Linked DNA regions of Oryctolagus cuniculus: region 1 is linked to region 2. A link is a contact called in public Hi-C data. All regions are on one chromosome and are shown on one strand. Each heading gives the region's core, a stretch centred on a gene start, on an enhancer-like site or on the middle of the called end of the contact. The rest is flanking DNA. Distances are from core to core; before and after follow the strand shown. Region 1 overlaps R3HCC1L (R3H domain and coiled-coil containing 1 like). Region 2 has its middle 58 kb from the start of LOXL4.

Region 1 (6,991 bases), core at 1,041-3,540, 81 kb after region 2:
TGAAGGGAGGTGCAGCTAGCAGGACAGCGAGTGGTGACATGTGAATAGATTCAGGTATGGAGGTACCCTCAGCTTCTTGCTGGATCTAGTTTCCACCATGGCTACAAAAAGCAGGTCAGGCAGACAGCCACCAGCTCTGGTGTCAGTCTTGCTACCCACATCACTTGTGTGATGGACGCAGCCAGTTCTAATTCCTGGAAAAAGCTACACAAAGGTTGTACTGTTATACCTCTGAGTTGGAAGGGAAGAACATGGGAAGACTGATGGCTGGCATAACTTAATAACTAGATGAGGGATGTTAACAGAATACCAACCAACAAATTCCAGGCAGAACCCAAAACCTCAGAAGACTTTCAACTTGCATAATTTAGTCTCAGAGAAACTAAAGTGCTAGGAACCTCTACTCCTCAGAAGCCTAATCTACTTCTATTTTATAAAGAATTTTCACTCTATGAGGAGTATATTAGGATTCATGGAGACTATGTCTTTCTATTATAAATTGCAGATGATTGTGGGATTAGATGTTTAACATATACAAAATAATGTTACGTGAACAGCAGACTATATTAGCTGTCTTCCCGGACATCTCACAAAGGAGCCAGGGGAAGCTATTGTGTGCTCTCCAGTGAAGTCACCTTGCTTTAGATATGGCCAAGCATTTGATTCCCCTCTGGCAAGCCTGAGGGAATGTATGCTGGGCAGGATCTCTCACCTCCAGCTGGAACCCAACCCAAGCTACTGGGAGAATATATAACTAAAGAGCACATTCTCAACTAATGGTAGAAATAGAGAACTCCCTACCTGTCAAGTGTTGGTTAAAAAAAAATTTAAAAATCTTTCCCCTGGGTCTGCTTGTAAGGATAAATCAGAAATTTATAGGTAGCTGGTTATTAGATGAAAACGGGGATAGGCTACAGTATAGAGTATTAGAATGAGAACAAAAGTAACTTCTCAAAATTATGAGATGTATAAAAAAGCTGGGCAATAAACATGGAGCTCTATGTTACCATCAACAATGCCACTCAAAGCTAAAATACAGCTAGAGAGGGGAAGCCCACTTACAGGCAAGTGACAGGCAGTCATCTCTTTTTCACTGCTCAAGGTCATTCTTAGCCTTGTAGAATAAACAAAACATAGCAAAGGCTTAGCTCAGAGGCACACCATTGATTGTGAAGCCATGCTGCAGTTCCCTACATTTTCTTCCTCTCAGTCATATTATTCAAACAGATCTACCCATCACAGAGAAGTCTGTTCCATGAAGACAGCACAAATTCTGCAACTGTAAGCCCATGAGAGGGACACTGGTCTAAGCAATAGTGACAGAGTCAAGGGAACAACTTATTTAATCCCCTAAACTTGGCATGGAAGCACCAAACAGGAGCAAGGAAAACTGGCAGAACTGACCAAGAATGAGAAAAGAATGCTGAGGAACAGTGAGAGACCTCTAAGATTGGAACAGCAGCAGGAGTTCTTTGGTCAAAACTAAGTCCCAAATCCAGTGTCGTATGAGGAATATTTGAACAGAATCCCACTCCCCCATGTTTTAGGCACTGCTAACAATCCATCATTATCATGGGCACTAAATCAAAAAATGAAACTCTTGCCCTACTTTAAAGAATGGGACACTATTTCTTGCCACCTCAGCATATAAGGTCTAGCACTGCCATTTTTTCAGTGTAGAACTACTTTCTAAAAACACTGAGAATGCAGGTATGAGATGGATAAAGCCTGAGCTGATGGCTCTGACTTGTCCATGTCCTTCAGGAAATCTCTCTCGCTGCCTAGAGATGTTTTATTTTATCTTGGCTGCTCATCACTGTAATGGATGGTCTGGTGCTGCTTGCCAAGTGTCTCTGGCACAGCTGAGAAGATCATACCAAAAACATGCTATGTACCAGATGTTTTCTGCAGGATGTCAAAATCTGACAGAGGAGGGAAAAGGCAAGAGGTTTGGGTGGGGGTGTCCAAGAAGGAAGGGGAGAGGAGCTACCACACATCAATCCCAGGGTGGTCACTTTTGTGGAATATGTTGGAACCGGGAAATGATCAGCTCTCTACTCGGTAGGGTTAATATGGGCATAAAGATAAGAGAGCTTCTCTCTTATTTCTTTGTGGGAATGACAAGATTGACAAATACCAGAGTGATATATGCCATAAAATGGGCTTTAATATATCCCTCTTACAACATGATATTACTGCTTAAACTGGAACTGGCACACAGCTCCAAGACTGGCTGTCTACGAGGAATGGAGCTGGCACTAGCTGCTGTGCGGCTGGAGCAGCCCCAGGCACTTAGCTAGTCCAGGTTCTGGACTCCAAATACCCACATCTGCTGCACTGCACGAACTCTGGAGTCCTGGGACTGGCAGTGTAGCTTCCCTGTCTTCCAAACCCACCACATACCATTCTTTCTCTTTGTACTAACTGCTCCACACTTGCCCCCCTCCCATGCTGTCAATATTGCTGTTTTCAGCTTTGTGAGGGACTAAGGAATGCTCTGCCTTTGCGAGGCCTAAATCTTCCGTCACTGCAGGTTTGAATCCTCTGTTTGCTTTTGCTTTAAATATCTTGGTGAACCACGCTAACATGACTTGCATAGTCCAGAAGACTCATGGAAGTCACACCTTCCAGATATCTTGCTAGCTGATGGCTCCCTTCTACACCCACCACAGTAGTATATTCCAAAGAACTGCAGTTAGGAGTGAAGACAGGAATCTACCTTCTTTATATACCCATTCAGTCTTTGCCTCCATCACTTTTAACTCTATAACATGCACACCTGCATGTGCAGAGCTCTGGAAACATCCTCTTATCTGAAGACTATGGAAACATTTTCTGAGTCATAAAGTTATCTCTTTCTTTGGGTGATGTTCAAACTGCAGACTGGCCTCTGCCTTCCCAGATGTCTTCCCGTTGCTTGGCTTCCAATCGTTTTCTCTCTGTAAATAAGGATTAAACATGGTTGTATATTTCACATAACAAGCAAATTACAAGTCAACTTTAATCATGAGACAGGAGAATTTTCAGGACTCATCTTACCTAATTCCAATAGTTACTATCTAATTTTCCATGTGCAATTTTAGTAGAAACAACACTACTATAAGTCTTTATATTTATTACTGTATACCAAAAACCAGAAAGCTCTAGGGCTAATGGAAATTACAAGTATTTGGAATAAGTCAGAATTTAGCAAGACTTAGATTCTAGTTTTGCTGATATGTATTTGTATTAATTCCATTTTTAAATGTGTTTCATGCTTCAGTATTATTACCAGTTTACTAATCCTTATAAATATTTTGATAAGGATCAAGAAGATGTTTCAATATTCTTCTTCTATCTTGTTGCTCAAATGGAAATAGCTTTATTTATATCTTTCTGCTATCTCTTTATTGAAAAAATACTTAGAGGCAAACCAAATTTTCATATTTGTCAGAGTACTTTCAGGAGTCAGAAATGTTCTGGAATACACACTTCCAATAAGGAAAAAAGTACACAAATCTGGGCAATCCATATTCAATTTTTAATATGCAAGCTTGGTTCTCCATTTAACATTTTCTCTAAGGCCTAAGAAAATATAGAACATACACGGTTTGGTAGCCCAAGTACTGCATTAGGTGCCACAAAACCAATTCTAATTTCATGGCTATTAATTATCTTTCACCATAAAATGTAGATTGTAAACTTAAATGCTTCCTTTTAAGTACTATTGTTACAAATTGATAATGTCTATGAAAGACTTTGCAATGAACCAGGGGGATTACAAAAATCAACATAAGTTTAGAGTCAACACTATTTTGACATCTCTTTCCCTATCAATTGAATCCTTTATAAAATTCCTAAACTATATTTGACTGTATTCTAAAGGCAAAGAAGTTAGTCAGGAAGCTTAGCCCACTGGCACCTGGAAATGTGAGAGAGAGAAATTTGCTGCTATTTGGGCACCATCTTGTGGCATTATCTGAATATAGCAGCAAAGTTACAAGAGGCAAAAATGGGACTGGGGTCAGCAATTGCAAAGGGAAGGTTGATTAACATAATGCCCTGGGACTCAGTTCCAAGGTAGGCTTGGGTTGAAGGATAACTGCTGGCTTGTCTAAAGGATTCCAGGATTTCTTAGGAAGGCAGCATGGTTTTGATTCTTAGAAACACAAAGAAGTTTGGAAGAGATCTAAAGGCAACTTTGGATGAAATCAATCAAACATTGGTTCTGGATTCTGAGGAAAAATAAGGACACCAGAAAAGTAAATTATCAAAACTTAAATTTTTCAATAAGGCAGCAGACAAGTCATTAGGGTAATATGGAAAGTTACAGGAAATCCAGGAACAGTGTCCATAATCCAAAATTTTCAAACTCAAAACAATTTTGAAAACAAGATTTTTCCCCCTAACCTTGGGCCAAAATGCCATGATGACTGTGGAAAGCTCACTTGCAAGGATATGAGGCTGTTTATAGTCTTTATATATCCCATTTAATGTGAATTAATAGTCATACATTTTGGAGCAGAAATTTCAATATAATGTGTCTGGTTTTGGGGTTATGAAACATTTATTATGGAATCTATATTACCATTCTAAAATCAGAAAAGTTCAGAATTCTGAAACATTTCTTATCCTAATGCTATCTAATAAAAAAGGTAGCTCTGTATTAACAAATACATGTAAATGTAATAGGAAATTCCAGTGGTAAAGCATGAGAAAACTAGTAAGTACAGAGAAGACAAATTGAGAAACACACAAACACTCAAATAGTGAAAATGTGGAGGCACATTTAGAAACACAGAACATGAACAGATTAGAAAAATATAGGTTAGGATGGAAGTTAAAAAAGATTTCTTCATCTTTAAAATGAAGAAATGAAGCTTGGAGACCTTAAGTGATTTGCCAAAGGTTACATAATCAGTAAAAGAACTGAAATTGGAACCCAGATTCTTAATTGTTAGGTAGCATATTTTCCACTATTCTCACATCTGAAAATACCTACAAAGAAAATGAAAAAAGTGTGAAAAAATTAACTGACCAAAGATAAAGAAACATGTCATCCCTTTATTAAAGAGAAAGCAAAGCAGATAATAGCCGATAGACTGCATTTTAAAAGCTCCTATCAACTTCAGCTTTAACAATTAAAAAAAGTAAACTAAAAAGAAAGCCAAACAACAGCCTTGAGGGTAAGGTACAAGGAAGAAGAGAATTAGCATGAAATGATTAACCTAAGGCATTCACATAAGCTGGCCCTGAAGACTTTCATTTCCCAGTATAATAAATAAATCAACAGAAATGAGTACATTAAATGAGCTGATTGAAATCATGGTACAATCAACCACCATTTCTCACTGAGGGAATGGAAACTGTGGAAGACTGAAAAAAGGCCAGCTCTGTGTTGTGTTTTAAAAACATAATAATAGGGACCTGCGCTGTTGGCGCAGTGGGTTAACATCCTGGCCTGAAGCGCCGGCATCCCATATGGGTGCCGGTTCGAGCCCCGGCTGCTCCACTTTCAATCCAACTCTCTGTCTGCTATGGCCTGGGAAAGCAGTAGAAGATGGCCCAAGTCCTTGGGCTCCTGCACCTGCGTGGGAGACCGGGAAGAAGCTCCTGGCTCCTGACTGACGCAGTTCTGGCTGTTGTGGCCAATTGGAGAGTGAACCATTGGATGGAAGACCTCTCTCTCTCTCTCTCTCTCTCTCTCTGCCATTCCTCTCTCTGTGTAACTCTGACTTTCAAATAAATAAATAAATCCATATATATATATATATATATATATAATGGAATGTAAACTGAAGACTTTATTTAAAAAAATTTTTTTTAAAAAGATTTATTTATTTGAAAGAGTTACAGGGAGAGAGGGAGAGACAGAAAGAGATCTTCCATCTGTTGGTTTACTTCCCAGATGCAGCAAGGGTTGGGGCTGGGCCAGGCCAAAGTCAGGAGCCTAAAACTCCATCCAGGTCTCCCATGTGGGTATAGGGGCCCAAATAACTGGACATCTTCTGCTGCTTTCCCAAGCACATGAGCAGGGAGCAGGATCAGAGAGAAGTGGAGCAGCAGGGACCCCACTGCATCACAGGCAGTGGCTTAACCCACTGCATCACAACACCAACCCCATGACTTTCAAAAATACTTCTACATCTAAGAAAACTCATCATGAAATCCACTTGTAGTCACCTACAAGGTAATAATCAACATTCTTTATGAAGGACAAGTCTGGCCAAACTACTCTAATTGCTTTCTTTTGTACAGTGACATTTCTGGTAGATCAAAGGGAAGTAATCTAAGTAACCTCTTAATTTTAGCAAGGTTTTAGATTTTGAATTTACCAAATAATTGTATTTAATCATCAATATACTGGGAAAATATAATCCAAATCACATAAGAGGGCATTATGATTAACAATAATTATCAGTGTATTAAGTATCGATACAGGCCGGCGCCGCAGCTCACTAGGCTAATCCTCCGCCTTGCGGTGCCGGCACACCGGGTTCTAGTCCCAGTCGGGGCACCGGATACTTTGCCGGTTGCCCCTCTTCCAGGCCAGCTCTCTGCTGTGGCCAGGGAAGGCAGTGGAGGATGGCCCAAATGCTTGGGCCCTGCACCCCATGGGAGACCAGGAGAAGCACCTGCCTCCTGCCTTCGGATCAGCGCGGTGCGCCGGCCGCAGCACGCCAGCCGTGGCGGCCATTGGAGGGTGAACCAACGGCAAAGGAAGACCTTTCTCTCTGTCTCTCTCACTGTCCACTCTGCCTGTCAGAAAAAAAAAAAAAAAAGTATCGATACAAAGAACCACATGCTATTTACTTTAGAAACAGTCAGTCCCGATGGGTGACATTTTCATCTCTGGTGTAGGCAAGGGAAGTAAGTTTACTGAACTGCAGTCAATACTCAAAAAATGGGCTAATACTTCTTATCAGGAAAATATAATTAAAATGAAAGAAAATATGGGTTAAAAATGAAGGGAACTTCTAACATCAGGGGAGAAAAGACACCAAGAAAATAC
Region 2 (7,762 bases), core at 1,517-4,016:
CTGCTGAGATCTCTGAGCCCGTTTCCCGGCCTGTAACACGACAAGACCCCATCAAGCTTGGACAGAGCAGGCTGTTGGGAGTCCGCTGCAGGAGGAACCGAGGCGGAAGGAAGTGGTGCATGACTCCTCCAGGACACTAGATGTTCTCCAATCCTGCCGCGGCACCGTCTCTGTGCAGCACATTTCCCAGCTACGGTGTTTTCCCGAACAGGAGTTCCCTCATTCAGTCCTCACAGCGACTGTGAGCCGCTCGGGTTCACTGACGGTGACGCCGGCAGCAATGAGTGAGCCGTCCAAAGAGGTTCCCATGGCAAGGCCAGAACGCAAGCCCGGGGCTGCCGGGGGACCTCGTGGCTCCCCACCTTACTCGCGGGGCCAATGCGGTGTCCCGTTTGGACTTCACTCCTTCTCTTGCGCATCTCACAGGCCTTTGGCGTCTGACCTTGCTTCTGCCCTGACTCCTATCCGTGCCCTGCGGCACGGCGCTGGAATTGCTCTCCTTTTACCACCAGGGGGCTCCCTTCCTCGCCACCGTCAGTCCTCAGCCTCGGGTTGGTTGCCTTTGGGATTGCTGGCCGCAGCTCAGATCTGAGACATCCCGAGGGGCTGGCGCCGTGTTCAGGGTCCCTGAGGAGGACTTCAGTGACAACCACACGGAAGAATTATGTGCATAAAGCAGGAGGGTCTTTCTGCCATACCTTGGAACGGAAAAATCAATTCAACAAATATTTATTGGCACTTAGCCTCTGCACGGCACCGTCTGTATATTAAACAGAGGAATGGTGCGTCCTTGAGGTGGTGGAACAAATTAAGACATGGTTCAACCAATTTGTAAACGTCTGAGCGAGAGTAGGGAGCAAGGTGGGCTCCATAAAGCATTGTCCAGTGGGACTAATATCTCTATTTATTCCACAATAAGAATACGACAGCTTGAAGAGTATGTCACCCCGGTGGACAGCATGTGACTCCTCCAGAAGCCAAACAGTGAGTGGCATCAAGAAGTGAGGCCGTGCCTGGGGGTGACCATAGAGCAGGCCCTGGAGAGACGGGCACCGGCGGACATGCCCAGAGCTGACCGCCAAGGGAAGCGGCTTGCAGCGTGGAAGCCCCAAGGTCAAGGTTAGCCAGAGTCACTCGAGCTGATTGCTCCTCCTGGGACACTTTTCCTGGAGTCTCTTCTTCCTTCCACTGTGAATGTCCAGCGTGCCTCCCTGCAGATCTGGTGTGTTCTTTTATTACAGAGGAACTGTTGTCCACACTTTCTGGGCATAGGAAGTCAAGAGATTAATTCATGACCACTAGGGCCGTATTTGCCTGATAGAAATGAAAGAGAGCAAAGAATGAGCTGGCGACACGGCTCACTAGGCTAATCCTCCGCCTGCGGTGCCAGCACTCGGGGTTCTAGTCCCGGTTGGGGTGCTGGTTCTTTCCCAGTTGCTCCTCTTCCAGTCCAGCTCTCTGCTATGGCCCGGGAGGGCAGTGGAGGATGGCCCAAGTGCTTGGGCCCTGCACCCGCATGGGAGACCAGGAGGAGGACCTGGCTCCTGGCTTTGGATAGGTGCAGCGCACCAGCCGTAGCAGCCATTTGGTGGGGGGGAGGAGGTGAACCAACGGAAGGAAGACCCTTTCTCTCTGTCTCTCTCTCTCTCACTGTCTAACTCTGCCTGTCAAAAAAAAAAAAAAAAGAGAGAGAGAGAGAGAGAGCAAGGAATGAGCGGGCCCCCCGAGAGTACGCCCTGAACAGTCGGGCTACGAACATGATCCTGCTGGGACATCATGTGGAGTCGCCGTACTCAGGGACCCTGTGACACCATCCCACAGCCTGGCCACCAGCAACAACCATCGGCCACTGCCCATGCCGGCCCCACAACAGGTTGTCAGCCGGCTCCCTCCTCCTGAATGGTCAGTTCTCCAGTAAATTCCACGTGGTGGTCAGAGCTTCTGCCCCTTCAGGCCACAGTGGACAAGCCTAAGTCCTAGAACTTTCAGTGTCTACGACCCTGAGGCAAGGTCATGAGCCCCCAGAGGCCAGGGACCAAATGAAGCTCTTAAGAGCCTTTGAACTCATGGAAGAAGTACCAGCTCGTGGTGCGAAACCTTCAGCCCTGCCCAGAGCTGCCGCTCTCCACAGCCTCGAGCCTGGGCATCACGCACTCCGTCCACCAGGGCTGGGCTTCAGCACGAGTTGCCCCCTGAACAAGCCCTCTCTGGCTGCAGGGTGCAGGATGGACTGGAGGAGCCCTGAGAGAAAACAGGAAGTCCACTCGGCCACAGAGGGCAATAATGGTGGCCGAGGGCACGGGGCCAGTGGGCAGGTTCTAGGTATTTTGGGGCAGTAGAGCCAGTCAATAATTGCTGAGTGACTCACTGGACCTGCGCCTGAGGCCACTTTCCCTGCACTGCACCTCCCTTTCGTCTCCCAGTTCTCCCCGGCAACGGAAAACCAGAAAGCTTTTAAAATGGACCCTCGTCTCCCTTCACCTGTTGTCGAAACACAGTCCCTGGATAGCAAAGCCAGGACAGCTCAGGGAACGGGCCCAGAAGCAGAGGAAACTGTGCTTTTAAACCCCTATTTTTAAGCACCAAGCACTTACTAGAAAGCGGCCCTGCCACGTGCACGCGTGTTTATTTGTTGACGGTTTCCAGCCCAGGGGTGGTGGTTAAAGAGGCCGGATATTTGGGAAAACAGCTGACTTGCACCACCTTTTCAGCTGCCCCCGATTCATCCCTGGGGCGTGAGCCTATTTGCAGAGTTCTCTTCTCTTCCCACTTGTGTGGGAATTGCCAAGCCATCCCTATACATAGCCAGGAAGAGCTGCCCGAAAATAGCCACTTACAGAAGCAGAGCAATTTGGAATAAGCAAAAATAGCACTTTGCGGTGACTCGAGCATCTCATTTTCGATATTGATTTCCGTGGCCTCTCGAGCGCAGTTTTCTGGAGCCGCGTGCACAGGCAGGTGACGGCACTGCCCTTGTGGATTTTCACGGCGGCCCCAGGATGCCCAGAGCCCACTCCTTCTGTGGAACGCGACTCCTGGTTGTGGGTGCTGCCTGTGCCCTTCCCTTTGCCTTGGTGTCCACTGCCCAGGTGACTGTTGGAAGCCAATGGCATTGCTTCAAACACTGGCTTCCCTCCAGGCCGCGCCTTGGACTTGTGAACTCCTGGGGGTGGGGTCAGGGCGTGTGCCGTGTGGACAGGCTGAGCACCCTGGACGAGCATTGGGCGCTCATTCTGCACCCATTTCACAGAAGACAGACCCAGTGCTTAGGAAGATGAAGTGAGTCACTGTGCTGGCCAGTGCAGAGCTGGAACTGAGCCAGGAAGCGACTAGGCATTGAGAAAATCCCCTCTCAGGCGAGCGCTCTGATTTTCCCTCCTTTTGACATCAGTGATGATGACTCTGTAACATTCTTCATAAAAGCATTCCCAATCCAACTACCTTGGATCCTCGATGGGCAGCAGGGTGGACAGGGAGGCGGGGATGGGGGTATTCCCCACCCCTCTAATTAGCAGTCTATTGCACTCGTGGGGCCCACTGCTTCCTGCAAAAGGAGTCAACTTTCACTTGCAAGTCTGCAGCTGGTGGGCCTGCGAACTGTAATTTGAACTGTAGAGCTCCTTGGCCCGGGCCGCGGCGTCCCTGGCAAACTGGAGTCAACAGCAATCCCCAAGGACACGCACACACTTGATTTAGAGCGAACCAGGCAGGAACCGGGGACAGCAATGCCAGAACTATAACTTCTGATTCTTCTTTATTTACTGCTGTAAAGTCCCAAAACCTTATCTGGCAGCTCTGTGATCTAGTTAAGAAGAACATTTTTCAGGGACGGAAACCCTGAACCCAGTCTGCCTTCAAAACTGAGAAGGGGAAAAGGGAGCTCTGGGGTTTGCTCCTGTGGGCGCCACACAATTCAGACTTCGCTCTGTTGGGGAGGGAGGCGGCGGGGCGCTCGGCTGATTTAAATAGTGAGGTTACAGACGGAGCAAGGGACATCCGACGGCGGCAGCTTAAAAGCTCACATGCAGGTGCTTTTTCCTAAAAAGCATCCCCAGGTGGCACAAGCTTCGGACCCCAGAAAAGCTGGGCCCAGCTCGGGCCCATCCTCGGAGGTCTCTGCCACCTGTGCAGCGGCTGGAGAGGCAGCTTTGGACCAGACTCCGGGTGCTGCGTTGCCTGGAGTCCCCGCAACCCTCAGCTCCAGTCCTTGTTAGGATCACACCCACGCTGGTCAGCCAGGCCTGGACACTCCCCCACCCAGCGCCCTGGGAGAGTGGAGGCGACAGCCACCCTGTGCAGGAGTGGACTCATCCTTTTCACATGGCCCGGGAGAGGGAGCGTCTCCCAAAGAGGTGCCTCCAGATGGTGTTAACTGCGGGGAGAGCGAGACAGGAAGACCCCGAAGAAAACGATCAAATGCCCAGCTTGCTCTCCCTCCTGCTCCGCCTCTTCCTCTCTCTTCCCTTCCCCTGGAGGTGGCCGCGAGTGGGGCCGGAGCCCAGGACGTTGCAGTGGGCTGAGGCGGGGGTGGCAGAGCAGAGACTCAGAAGCTGTTGGCAGTGCCAGGACGCCGGTTACCTAAAGGGACCGAGCGAAGCAGTCAGTCAGTTAGGGCTCACTGGAGCCCAGCTGCTCCTCCTGGAGAAGGGGAAGATGGAAAGAATTCGAAGTGGGCAGGCATCCACCTCCCTGCCAATGCACCTGGGAAGGCAAGGGATGGTAGCCCGGGTACCCGGGTCCATGCCGCTCATGTGGGACCACGCGGTGTTCAGCCTGGCCCTGCCCTGGCTGTTGCAGACATTCAGGGAGTGAATCAACAGATAAAAGATCTCTCTCTCTCTCAATCTCTCAATCTCTCTCTCTGCCTTTCAAATTAATGAATGAATAAATCTTAAGAAAGAAAGACGCTGAGGTGATAGCTTGAAATGGGAAGTATCAATGTAAACTCATGGTTAGACAGAAAACTAGATGACTTACACAGACGCCCAGATAAATACAGAGACACAGCAGGTGTGTGCATGCACACACGTATCGTTCCTAACTGTCTGCCAAGGAGCTGGAAAAGAGGCCCAGGCCGGGAGGAAGGGACCCCAGTGTTTGGCTCCTGAGCCCCCCTCCACCGAAAGGAGCAGGCTTCTTGAAGAAATGCTGAGAAAAGGAAAATTCAAGGTGTTACTCCAGAAAAACCTGCAACCTCCCCTGAGTCCAAGGGTGATTCTGACCCCCTCAAAGAGACACACGAGCCAGTCTGAAGGGGCTCACCGATAACCGAGGCCACCCAAGCAGCCAAATAAACGATGGGCTCAGCGGGTTCTAGTCCATTGTCTACACGGGCAGGAATGGAGAGGGAAGGGGGAGACGAGGCCCCGGCAGAGGGACACTTGTCTACCATAAAGCATCAACAGTTAAAGGGAAAGGGGCTGACGTGGCAGCCACAGAGGTTGTGGGGAGGGGGCACCAGCAGACGCTGAGCCTGGGTAGAGATCTGGTGACGCACGTGACACTGGCGTGGTCTTGAACACTGCCCCACCAAATACTGTCAGTTACCCTGGAGGAAACAGTGAGTTTACAGAGAGAAGTCTGGCGGGTACCTGGACTGGACAGATGGCCAGCTTCCGCAGGTGTGGAAGGTGTGCATCATGGGCCCCGCTGAGACATCCGAGAAGAGGCCAGCCTCATTCTGTGAATTTCCTCTCTAAGCACGTGCCCAGCACGTGTGCCTTTGCACAGTGGTTAAGTCCCTGCTTGCCACGCCTGCATTCCATATCTGCGGACCAGTCTCAGTCCCGGTAACACGGGGAGTAGGCGGGGAGTTAGGGAAAATGAGCTGGAAGGTTTTCCCACCATTTCTGTCTCACAGCCCTGCACTTTCACTGTACCCTCTTGCCTGTCAATCCAATATGCCCACTTTCCCGTGGTGTGTATGTGTGCGCGTCTGTGTCCAGAAAGAGGGAGAGAAGGGAATGGAGCAAATGGGATAAGATGTTAACAATCTGGGAACGTGGGTAAAGGGATAGAGGAGTTGCTTGTATACATACAACATTCCTGGGCTTTTAGAAGTACCTCAAAAGAAAATGCAAACATTTGAGGCTGTGCATTTGACCTGCTAGTTTTGACACGCATGTCCCACACCAGAGTCTCTGGGTCCAATTCCCACCACTGCCGCCTGGTTCCAGCGTCCTGCTAATGCAGACCCTGGAGGCAGCTGTGATGGCTCAAGTAGCTGGTCCCTGCTGCCCATGTAGGAGACCTGGGTTGCATTCCCACCTTCTGGCTTTAGCCAGCCAGGCCACTGCAGCCATCGGGGAGTGAGCCAGTGGATGTGAGTGCTTTTTCTCTTTCTCTTTCCTCCCAACCCCTCCCTTCCTCCTTGCCTCTCAAATAAAAAATAGTTTAAATAGTTCCTGAAACAACCTCATCTTGAACTTGAAATTATTCATTCCCCCAGGCTACTGATACGTGGTAAGAAGACTTTAAAAGCCATTGTCCCTCCAGTGAGCCAGTGACACCCCCATCTTCTGCTGACCACAGCAAAAAAACAAAGCAAAATAAAATAAGTTCTAGAATCTCTCAAGAGAATCAGCAAAAAACTGGTGCTGGTAAGACACTGGGAAGTAACCCTTCGTCTACACTCTCAAAAGCAAACAACTGATTCAGGTCAGAACCTGAAGGCCTGAAGGCACTTAACGCTGCAAAATCCAATGCTTCCGGCAAACGGGGTGGGAGGGGGGAGGTGTATGGAGTGCCATGGCCAAAGCACGGTCCTAGGCATTTTCATCTGCCTTTGCCATGTTGTAAATATCGACACTGAAGGAGACTGGCATGGCCTAGCAGAAAGCACACATTCGCGGGAGTCAGACTGGGTTCAGATTCAGTCCCTACTGTGTGGCTTCAGGCAAGTGCCTCAACCTTCTGAACCTCCATCTCTTCACGCACAGGATGTGGATAAGGACAACGTCCCGTGGCTGTGTGAGCCCTGGTGCGCTGCCCCATGCAAATCAGCCCACCTCTGGGAGACTTCAGTCCATGCCGCTTCCCTGGCTTTCGGTAGAACACATGGAGAACCTTCCAGTCCCAGCCACCTCTGGGGCCGTACGTCCCAAACCATCCTAACAGCCAGGCTGGTCTCTCCAGCCCTGGCCTCTGTAGTCTGTGATTTCTTTGCTCCCTTTAATGACCTCTTTTCTGCCTGTCTTCGCTTCAACCAGACAGCCCGAAATCTCCCAGCACAAGCCACACGACACTGGTGACACGCCTACGTTCATTCTTCTCCCTTGAGGACATTCCCACACTGCCCATGGCTCATCGGAGAGGGCCGCCCAGAGGAAAAACATCTCAGTCTGTCTGCAAAGAGGAGTGGAGATGAATTTCCAAAAGTCTGCACAGAGCCAGCTAGATCTCGGTGGGGCGGGGGGGGGGGGGGGGGCGGGTTACGCACAGCTGCAGGCACTGCCGTGGGCTCCTGTGTCTTGGAAGCTGGCGGAGCCTGAGAAGGGTGTGTCATCTTTTAAAGCCAGCCTGGTGTCTAGGTCAGCACACGTCTTGCTCTCTCCGCTGCGATGCTTCACCCCCGGGAGGGCGTGTCACCCAGGAGGCTGCGTTTCCAGGCAACCCTAATCCTGCTCCACCTGTCTGCTGGGATGAGAGGGGACATAAGGACCGCTCCTGGGGGTTCAAGCTCGCACAGTGGGGACACGGAGGGAAGGGCAGAGGAGACGCACGGCCTAGCGGTGCCTTCATCAGCACAACTTCCCGTCCTGAA

What was found. A called contact is a pair of places that touch in the nucleus more often than the background predicts.
Region 1: a Hi-C map of psoas muscle shows a contact between it and region 2, with 2.8 times the contacts expected there. The contact joins two enhancer-like sites. A contact is called at or near these places in 4 of 6 Hi-C or Micro-C datasets (ear pinna, embryonic fibroblasts, psoas muscle and 1 more).

What each region holds. Positions count from the first base shown.
Region 1 is chr15:31,707,006-31,713,996 of mOryCun1.1, forward strand. It overlaps R3HCC1L (R3H domain and coiled-coil containing 1 like), which reads right to left. Exons shown (of 8, transcript XM_051824052.2): 8 at 2,146-2,939. The coding sequence ends at 2,872. Among named protein-coding and RNA genes, the nearest start is that of LOXL4, 23 kb to the left of the region's middle. Within about 2 kb of position 2,291, at least 1 of the 8 cell types and tissues checked has an H3K27ac peak or open chromatin away from gene starts, as enhancers often do.
Region 2 is chr15:31,625,580-31,633,341 of mOryCun1.1, forward strand. No RefSeq gene overlaps it. Among named protein-coding and RNA genes, the nearest start is that of LOXL4, 58 kb to the right of the region's middle. Within about 2 kb of position 2,767, at least 3 of the 8 cell types and tissues checked have an H3K27ac peak or open chromatin away from gene starts, as enhancers often do.